Regions from separate parts of the Macaca mulatta genome. Here region 2 is linked to region 1. A link is a contact called in public Hi-C data. All regions are on one chromosome and are shown on one strand. Each heading gives the region's core, a stretch centred on a gene start, on an enhancer-like site or on the middle of the called end of the contact. The rest is flanking DNA. Distances are from core to core; before and after follow the strand shown.

What was found. A called contact is a pair of places that touch in the nucleus more often than the background predicts.
Region 2: a contact with region 1 is called in a Hi-C map of liver, with 2.8 times the contacts expected there. The contact joins the promoter of ZNF480 here to the promoter of ZNF766 in region 1. A contact is called at or near these places in 3 of 14 Hi-C or Micro-C datasets (cortical neurons, fetal cortex germinal zone and liver).

What each region holds. Positions count from the first base shown.
Region 1 is chr19:64,445,437-64,450,652 of T2T-MMU8v2.0, forward strand. ZNF766 (zinc finger protein 766) reads left to right here and starts at 2,472. Exons shown (of 4, transcript XM_028839374.2): 1 at 2,472-2,516. LOC144337314 (a long non-coding RNA gene) reads right to left here. Exons shown (of 2, transcript XR_013410288.1): 1 at 4,736-5,216; 2 at 2,478-3,779.
Region 2 is chr19:64,478,413-64,483,628 of T2T-MMU8v2.0, forward strand. ZNF480 (zinc finger protein 480) reads left to right here and starts at 3,280. Exons shown (of 5, transcript XM_077981617.1): 1 at 3,280-4,756. It overlaps LOC106994838 (a long non-coding RNA gene), which reads right to left and starts at 4,092. Exons shown (of 2, transcript XR_001441533.3): 1 at 3,410-4,092; 2 at 1,636-3,150.

The DNA of each region.
Region 1 (5,216 bases), core at 1,222-3,721:
CTTGAGCTCAGGAGTTCATATGCAGCCTGGAAATCACAGTGAGACCCTGCCTCTAAGAAAAAAAAATAATAATTGAAGTAAAATATGCTGATATGGGTCGGGTGCAGTGGATCACGCCTGTAATCCCAGTGCTTTGGGAGGCCAATGTGGGCAGATCACGAGGTCAGGAGTTGGAGACCAGCCTGGCCAATATGGTGAAACTGCGTCTCTACTAAAAATACAAAAAATTAGCTGGGCATGGTGGCAGGTGCCTGTAATCTCAGCTACTCGGGAGGCTAAGGCATGAGAATCGCTTGAATCCCAGAGGCGGAGGTTGCAGTGAGCGGAGGTCACGCGGCAGCCCTCCAGCCTGGGCGACAGCGCGAGATTCCGTCTGAAAAAAATTAAAAAAAATGCTGATATGTCATCTTGTATCCATCTTTGTGACACATCACTATATTATTCTCATTTTAACCTGTTAATATTTTAAATATGTTCATTTTCATATCTAAACATGATCATACTTCAAGATGGATGAAGGGATCCAAAAGTAGGGATCTAAGACCGGGTGCTGAGTCTCACGCCTGTAATCTCAGCACTCTGCAGGCCAAGGTGGGCAGATGATCACCTGAGGTCAGGAGTTTGAGACCAGACTGGCCAACATGGCAAAACTCCCTCTCTACTAAAAATACAAAAATTAGCCAGGCGTGGTGGCACGCACCTGTAATCCCAGCTACTCCAGAGGCTGAGGCAGGAGAATTGCTTGAACCCAGGAGGTGGAGGTTGCAGTAAGCTGAGATCGTGCCACTGTACTCCAGCTTGGGTGACAGAGTAAGACTCTGTCTTAAGAAAAAAAAAAGTTGGGGAGGTGAGATATGACAGAAAAACATACTTATTAGTACCTGTTAATGCAAAAATATTGCCATAAAATTATTGGCGGCAGATGTAAGGCTATTTAAAATTTGATAATCTAGTTTTACTTCTATCACCGTTCTATAAAAGAATAATCTGCCTACCAAATACACTTAGAATTACTGCAGAATTATTCTTTAGATCAATAAATAACAATTGTCTTCCGAAGACTATTTTAAGGGCTTTATTATCTAGAGGTGCCAGCACATTGGAGAAACGAAAACAAACAAGATTTAAAAGAGATGACAATTTTAAAATAAAAAGTATGTTTTCTTATTACTTTCAGAATGCACCTAAAGTGAATCTGAAATTACAGTATTTTTAGAAAATATTGACCTAAGCATATTTCAAAGGTGTTTAAAATAACTCGTGTGGAATAGAACAAGTGAAAGGAAGAAGTAATTTACATATACTTTTAAAAGCTTTTGCTTATTTATTTATTTAGACGGAGTTTTGCTTTTGTCGCCCAGGCTGGAGTGCAATGGCGATCTCGGCTCACTGCAACCTCCGTCTCCAGGGTTCAAGCAATTCTCCTGCCTTAGTCTCCCAAGTAGCTGGGATTATAGGCGTGTGTCATCACGCCCGGCTAATTTTTGTATTTTGAGTAGGGGCGGGGTTTCTCCATTTTGGTCAGGCTGGTGTCGAATTCCTGACCTCCAGTGATCCGACCTCCTCGGCCTCCCAAAGTGCTGGGATTACAGGCGTGAGCCACTCGCCCAGCCTCTACTGCTTTTTTAAAAGCAACAGTTGGTGACCTGACTTCTCACTGGCCTTATCCCTCCACGCCCCAGAGGTGTCCCTAGGAAACTCTTTGGAACTCTATTCTCCAGAGTGAACGGGGAACAGAAATGGAGAGGATTTCTATGCTATTCTGTGGGGCATCAGCATGAAATTACACATTCCGCACAGGCTGAGTTTGCATATTGTATTTTAGTTTGCATTCCTTTCACAGGCAATTTAAGGGTTTTTCAATTACATTTCTAAATTTTAATTGAATTCCTTAATTTTATTTATTTTTTTGTTTTGTTTGTTTTTTTTTGAGACGGAGTCTTGCTCTGTCGCCCAGGCTGGAGTGCAGTGGCACGATCTCGGCTCACTGCAAGCTCTGCCTCCCGGGTTCACACCATTCTCCTGCCTCAGCCTCCCGAGTAGCTGGGACTACAGGCGCCCGCCACCATGCCTGGCTAATTTTTTGTATTTTTAGTAGAGACGGGGTTTCACCGTGTTAGCCAGGATGATCTGGATCTCCTGACCTCGTGATCCGCCCGCCTCGGGCTCCCAAAGTGCTGGGATTACAAGCGTGAGCCACCGCGCCAGGCCTGAATTCCTTAATTTTAATTGTGGGAACTTTCCTGGATCCAAACAGCAGACGTTGACCCTCCTAGTGAGATCCCAGGTCACAAACCGTGGAGCGGCTCCAGCCTGACTGGGAAGTGTTGCTTGCAAACTCCGGAAAAGCGAGACACGCCCAGAGATAGGAGGAGGGAAGCGCAGGCCCTGCCCATAAGCATTCAGGCCCCGCCCACCACCTCGCTGGCCCCGCCCAGGCCTGGCCTCTGGGTCCGCGCGCAGTCGCCTGCAGACCCGGAAGTGGATGGCGTGGAGAGATGGCGCAACTGCGGCGCGTGAGTTTTCCTTTGTTTAGATTAAGTGTTCGCTTAGCGGTGCCCTCACGCTTCTGTACCCGGGATGTGGGGGGCGGTACAGACCTTGAAATCCCCGCACCGCTCCCTCCACCCCGAGTAAATTCACGCGTCCCGTCAGAATACTGGGGTTCGCTTCCCTGTGTGTTAAAATCGCCCTAGGGTTGGTTCTGTCCCCGGTGGTTCTGCCGTAGGGCCGCGTAGGCAGCTGCTTTCGCGTCGTTTTCCTGCTTAAAACCCTTCAGTGACCCCTCCGCCAGCCCCGCGCCACGTAAAGTCCCCACCTGCGAGCCCGATCCACGCCCTCCGGGTCCCGAGCCTCGCCCTTGTCGGCCCCTGGGGGCGCAGCGCCACAGCCGCAAATCGGGAGGGGCCGCGTCCTCTGCTTGTCCTGGAGATTCTGCAGACCCCACCCCTGATCTGCCTGCCGCCCTAGACCTCCTTGGGCTGGACCCTTCTGTCCCCAGGCCTCTTCGCAGTCACGGCTTCTCCTGACCCTGTGTTGGGGGAGGTGGCCGGGACCTATCATAGGGCACTCAGTGTTCTTCTGTCCCAAATTCCTCCCGTTGGAAACTGTGCTCTTGAGGAGGTGGGCATTTTATTCCAGTCCCCTCCCTGTGAATGTGTAGTGAAAGAGATGGAGAGCAAGGTAGAGGAAACAGAAAAATTTAGAGAGAAAATAATGAAGGAGATCCATATCAAGACGGCAACGTAGAGGGACGGTGAGAGATTGGCAAAGTGAAAGAAGCACCCCAGGAAGTAGCAGGGAGAGAAAAGCAACTGGAGAAATGTAGAGAAAAGTTGTATTTCTAGACAGATGAAGGACTGCAAGGTAGGGAGAGGGGCAGCAAAGCGGGAGGCTCTTCAGACAAAGTTGGGGAGAGAAGGAGGGATTTGGAGCCAGGGCAGACTGAGCAGCGTGGTGCAGGGACAGCAAGAGGTGGCAGCCGGTGACAAGGAGAGCAGAGGGAGAACCACCCCAGGGATCTGGGGTTGCCAGACAGTGGGGAAAAGGGGGCATAACAGAGAAGAGGGAATTTAACAGGAGGAGCACAGATGGGAGAAGAAAGAGGCAGAAATATATGGAGATTGGAGACAATCAAAAGATTGGAGAGAAAGAGCAACAAAAGGAAAAAATTTGCAAGATGGAGCAGATCAGGTGGAAAAGAAGGAATAGAGGGAAGAAGGGGAGAAACTGGGAGAGGAGAGGGGCTCAAAATCTGGGCTCACTGCAACCTTAGCCTACTGAGTTCAAGCGATTCTCCTGCCTCAGCCTCCCGAGTAGCTGGGATTACAGGTGCCCGCCACCACACCTGGCTAATTTTGTAGTTTTAATAGAGACAGGGTTTCACCATGTTGGCCTGACTGGTCCTGAGCTCTTGAGACCTCAGGTGATCTGCCCACCTCGGCCTCCCAAAGTGCTGGGATTACAGGTTTGAGCCACCTTGCCCGGCCTCCTCACATTAATTTGGTAGAATGGTTCCCAGAACTCAGAGAAAATTTTACTTAGGTTTACTATTGGTTATGAAGGTTATGACAAAGGATATAGATGGAAGAGCCGTCCTAACAAATCAAAACAGAGGAGTGGGTTTTGGAAACCGTTAATTTTATCCGTATCTGAAGTGAGGGGCAGTCATGTGGGACTGAGTCCTTAACTGGGATCTGATTCTATCTCCAGGTAGATACTATCCAAATTGAGTTAAATTGTAGGTCATCCAGCTGGGAGTGTGCCAGAGAACTGTTCAGCATGGGAAAAAACACGTGTACATTTCCACCTCAAACAGTAAAGGGAAGAGATCTCCAACCGGCCCACCCACCTGTCTCAGGGCCTGCGATCTCTACTCTGTAGTAACTGGGAATGGTCTGTCCCTCCCCCTGGCTGTTGCTGACCCTGCAGTTGTGCACCATGTGCCAGCCCTACTCACAATCTCAGGACAGTGTGGCATCCTTTCTCTGTGGCATCACCAATATTTACTTCAAGGGATTACTTTGATTAGTGTACCCACGTGGAGGTATTGTCCATTAAAACACACACAGACACGCTGGCTGGGTGCGGTAGCTCATGCCTGTAATCTCAGCACTTTAGGAGGCCAAGGTGGGCAGATCACTTATGACTAGGACTTCCAGACCAGCCTGGCCAACACGGTGAAAGCCCACCTCTACTAAAAATACAAAAATTAGCTGGGCGTGGTGACGCGCACCTGTATTCCCGCTACTCGGGAGGCTGAGATAGGAGAATCACTTGAACCCTAGAGGTGGAGGTTGCAATGAGCCGACATTGCACCACTGCACTCCAGCCTGGGTGGCAAGAGTGAGACGGTGTCTCAAAAAAAAAAAAAAAAGGCACAGAATGAAGTCTTTATTTCTTGCTACTCCTCCATGATTAAAACAAAAAATATTCTACTAATTACATTTCTCCCTGTAGTTAGCACCCCGCTTCAATGCTCCATTTGAGAACACAGTACACTAAAATCTTGTTTATATACTCTGTCTCCAGTCTTGCCTCAAGTTCTTGATTTACCCCCTTCCAATTAAACTTTCACCTCCACCATTCCTTTGATCCTTTTTTTTCCAGACTGCACCAGTGACCTCTGTGTTTCGAAGTCCAATTTTGAATTTCCTATCCTCATCTTTTTGAGTTAGCAACATGTTGCACAGCTGATCATTCCCTGTTCTTTTTTC
Region 2 (5,216 bases), core at 2,030-4,529, 34 kb after region 1:
GCCCAGGCTGGAGTGCAGTGGCCGGATCTCAGCTCACTGCAAGCTCCGCCTCCCGGGTTCACGCCATTCTCCTGCCTCAGCCTCCCGAGTAGCTGGGACTACAGGCGCCCGCCACCTCGCCCGGCTAGTTTTTTGTATTTCTTAATAGAGACGGGGTTTCACCGTGTTAGCCAGGATGGTTTCGATCTCCTGACCTCGTGATCCGCCCGTCTCGGCCTCCCAAAGTGCTGGGATTACAGGCTTGAGCCACCGCGCCCGGCCTGTAATAATCCTTTTGAATACAATCTCTCCCAACTAAAGTATGAATTTGTGTTTTGAGAGACGTAAATATTTTCATTATGCCATCTGTGTTGAGATCTGTTCATTCTTTTGTATTTGTGTGTGGCATAGGCTATAAAATATACTCAACAGTTGAAAATAATTCCTACTTTAGTAAAATATTTTGAATCCTCAATGATTTGCATCTGTGTTATAATGATGTTACAGGGTAAGCATATGTTAAGATCTCTGACTGAGGAAATACCCATTTTTACTTATTAGAGAAAAAACTGTATCCATGTTGGTCTCTTGAAAATTTTATGCTAATTTTATATCCTAACAGGATCATATTTGGGTTTTGTTTTGTTTTGTTTTTCTTAGAAGGATAGATGGAGTCTCACACTGTCACCCAGGCTGGAGTGCAGTGACCTGATCTTGGGTTACTGCAACCTCCGCCTCCCGGGTTCCAGCGATTCTCCTGCCTCAGTCTCCCGAGTAGCTGGGATTACAGGCATGCACAACCACGCCCAGCTAATTTTTGCATGTTTAGTAGAGATGAGGCTTCACCATGTTGACCAGGCTGGTCTCGAATTCCTGACCTCAAGGGATCCACCGACTCAACCTCACAAAGTGCTAGGATTATATACCCTTGCCTGGCCAACAGGATCATATTTCAATTAATTAGCACTTCAAGATGAATGCAACCTTCCAATAATAGGGATGTGAGAGAAAAGCGTATTTATTAGTACATGTGAATTCACAAATATTGCCATAAAATTATTGCCAGTAGACACGAGGCTGTTTAAATTTTGATAATTTAGTTTTACTTTCTTCTACGTTCACATGAAAAAGAATAACTTGCTCACCAAATAATCTTGCATTATTGCAAAATTGTTCTTTGGTGAAAATCAATCCAGTAGTCTTCTGAAGACTCTCTACAGGCTTTGTTATTCCCACATGAGAGAATATTAAGAAAAGAAAACACCTAAAAAAGGATCACAATTGTTAAAAGTACATTTTCTAGTTACTTTCAGAATGCATATAAAGTGAATTTGAAATTACAGTATACTTAGAAATTATTGATGTAAGCATATTACAATGTCAACTAAGTTTATCTGAAAGGGATTTGAGGTTCATTCATCTCAAATTGGAATAGAATAACATACAATAACAAATGTAAATAAGAACTATGTAATTTACATCTATTTTTAAAAGTTTTTTTTTTTTTTTTTTTTTATCTCTCGCTCTGTCACCCAGGCTGGAGTGCAGTGGCAGGATCTTGGCTCACTGCAACCTCTGCCTCCGGGGTTCAAGCGATTCTCCTGCCTCCACCTCAAGTAGCTGGGATTACACGCATGCGCCACCACGCCCGGCTAATTTTTGTATTTTTAGTAGAGACAGGGTTTCACCATCATGGCCAGGCTGGTCTCGAACTCCTGACCTCAAGTGATCCACCTGCCTTGGCCTCCCAAAGTGCTGGGATTACAGGTGTGAGCCACCTCGCCCGGTCAGTTAACGCTTTTTTAAAAGCAACAATTGGTGACCTGAATTCTCACTGGCCTTAGCCCTCCATGCCCCAGGTGCTGTCACTCGGAAACTCTCTGGAGCTGAGCACAGGGTTACCTCTGTCCCTCCCATAAGAACAGGGAATAGAAAAGGAGAGGATTTCTATTCTGCTTTGTGAGCCATCAGCATGAAATTGCACATTCCACCCAGACAGGGCTTTGCAGTTCACGTATTCACTTGCCTGGTTTTTGAAGGGGGCCAGCCCCTCCACACCTGTGAGTATTTCTCCTCAGGTGGGATGAGAGACTGAGAAAAGAAATAAGACACAGAGACAAAGTATAAAGAAAGAACAGTGGGCCCAGGGGACCGGCGCTCAGCATACGGAGGACCTGCACTGGCGCCGGTACTGTACTGAGTTCCCTCAGTATTTATTGATCACTATTTTTACTATCTTAGTGAGGGGAGTGTAGCAGGGCAACAGGTGGGGAGAAGGTCAGCAGGGAAACATGTGAGCAAAGGAATCTGTATCATGAATAAGTTCAAGGAAAGGTGCTGTGCCCGGATGTGCACATAGGCTAGATTTATGTTTCTCTTTACCCAAACATCTCACTGTAGGCACAGATCCTTTATGGGTGTCGGGCTGGGGGATGTAAGGTCTCTCCTTTCCCATGAGGCCATATCTCAGGCTGTCTCCATGGGGGGAAACTTTGGACAATACCCAGGCTTTCTTGGGCAGAGGTCCCTGCGGCTTTCCGCAGTGCATTGTGTTCCTGGTTAATCGAGAATGGAGAATGGCGATGACTTTTACCAAGCACACTGCCTGCAAACATACTGTTAACAAGGCACATCCTGCATAGCCCTAAATCCATTAAACTTTGATTCATTACAGCACATGTTTCTGTGAGCACAGGGTTGGGGCTAAAGTTACAGGTTAACAGCATCTACAGGTTAGCAGAAAAACAGAAACAATTTTTCTTAGTACAGATCAAAATGGAGTTTCTCATATCTTCCTTTTCTACATAGACACAGTAACAATCTGATCTCTCTTTCTTTTCCCCACAGCTTTCACAGACAATCCCAGGGCTTTTTAATTAAATTGCTAAAATTAGTTTTTCATGTATGTATTTTACAGACTGAGTCTCTGTCGCCCAAGCTGGAGCGCAGTGGCCATTATAACTCAGTGTAAACTCGAACTCCTGGGCTCAAGCGATCCTCCTGCCTCAGTCTTCGGGGTAGCTGGTACAGGTGCCCCACCCCACAGCCGGCTTAAGGTTAACTTTAATAGCAGGAATTTTCCTGGATCTAATCATCAGCAGACTTTGCTCTGTCCCGGCAAGAGTACAGTGCGGAGACAGCTGAGTTGCTTCAGCCTCCTTGGCAGGTCTCCTGCAAAACCCGGAAAACAGGCGCTGGAAGCGAGGCGGAGGGAAGCGCAAGCCCCGCCCCACCCCGCCCCACCCCGCCCCGGCCAGGCCGCCCTGCTGCGACCTCTCCGCTGCGCGCGCAGTTTCCCACAAACCCGGAAGCGGATCGCGTGGAGTGAAGGTCACGCCGCGGCGCGTGAGTTTCCCTTTGTGTAAATTAAAATCTGAGCTTCCCAGCTCCCCCGCGCTTCTGTACCCGGGATCTGAGAGGCCACACAGACCTTGAAATCCTGGCACCGCTCCCTCTACCCCGACCAAATTCAGGCGTCTCTGTGAGAGTCCCGCGGTCGCTTCCCTGTGTGTTTAAATCGCTCCGCGGCGGGTCCTGTCCCCCGTCTTTCTGCCACAGGGCCATGTAGTCACCTCCTATCGAGGAGTTTTCCTGCTTCAAATTCTTCTGTGATGCCTACATCCGCCCCGCACCGCGTAAAGTCCTCCCCCGCTAGGTGGATTCCGGTCTATCAGGTCCCCCAAGCCTCGCCTTTGTTGACCCTGGAGCGCAGCGCTCCAATCGCAGTCCAGGAGAAGCCGCGTCTTCTGCCGAGTCCTGGGATTCTGCAGACGCCACCCCTCTCTTGATCCAGACCCTCCTTGATCCGGGGCCCCGCTACTTCCCAGGCCTCCTCTTCCCAGCCACCGCTTCTCCTGACCCTGGGTGTGGGGAGGTGACTTACTCTGTCTTTTGGCATCCAGTGTTCTTGCAGTCTAAATAACACCCCACTGAAAAGGTTCTTCTGCATGTGGGCATCTGATCCCAATTCCTTCCATGTGCATGTGTGCAGAAAGATCTGGAGAGCGAGGGAGAAGAAAGAGAAACATCTTGAAGGAGAAAGGAAGATTGAGGGAGAGCCCTAAGCAGATGGCAAAGTAGAAAGTGGATGGGGCATTTGCAGAGACAGCGAATGAAGCCGAGAAAGTAGCAGGGGGAGAAAAGCAACTGAAGAAATGCAGAGAAAAGTGCCATCTCCGGAGAGATGAAGGACTGCAAGATAGTGAGAGGGGCAGCAAAGTGGGAAGTTCCTCAGTTTGAGAGTGGGGGAGAGGAGGAGGGATTTGGAGCCAGGGCAGACAGAGCAGCGTAGTGCTGGGACAGCAAGAGGGGTCAGCTGGTGACAAGGAGAGCAGAGGGAGAACCACACCAGGGGGAGGGCTGGGATCTCCGGGTGCCAGAGAGTGGGGACAAGGGGTGCAACAGGAAAGAAGGGGTTTAACAGGGAGAGCAGAGGGGGAACAGAGACAGGGAAAGAGGCAGGACCGGGCACGGTGGCTCATGCCTGTAATCCCAGCAGTTTGGGAGGCCGAAGTGGGTGGATCACCTGAGGTCAGGAGTTTGAGACCAGCCTGGTCAACAGGATGAAACCCCGTCTCTAATAAAAATACAAAAATTAGCCGGGCATCGTGGCACGCGCCTGTAATCCTAGCTACTCAGGAGGCTGAGGCAGGACAATCGCTTGAACCCTGGAGGCGGAGGTTGCAGTGAGCTGAGATCGTGCCATTGAACTCCAGCCTGGGCGACATGAGCAAAACTCCGTCTCAGAAAACAACAACAACAGCAACAACAACAAAAAGTAAGAGGCAGAAATAGGTGGAGATTGGGATGATCAAAGATTGAGCAGAAAGTTTGGAAAAGGTGTGGAACAAGTTGCCAGAATGGAGCAGAACAGGTGGAAGAGAAGGAAGAGAAGGAATAAGGGGAGAAACATTAGGAGAAGAGAGAGGCTCAAAGTGAGCAGAATCTTAGGGGAAAAGTAAAGAGGGGGAAAAAAAGCTAGAGAAAGAAGGTGAGAATGATAGATGCGTACAGAATGAGGGAGGGAAACACAGTAGTGAGAATAGAGGGAACCCTGGGTGCAGATGAATGGTGAGTTGATTGGCTATTATGATGAAGTTGTGACATTGATTAATCTGATTATATGAAATGTGCTTTAAAAATACAGATGAAGATGAGATGTGCAAAACTCCTGTCTGTGAGGCTGGTGCATTTTATAATTCTTGGCATCAGATTTTAGCTTCCACTCACATTCCCTA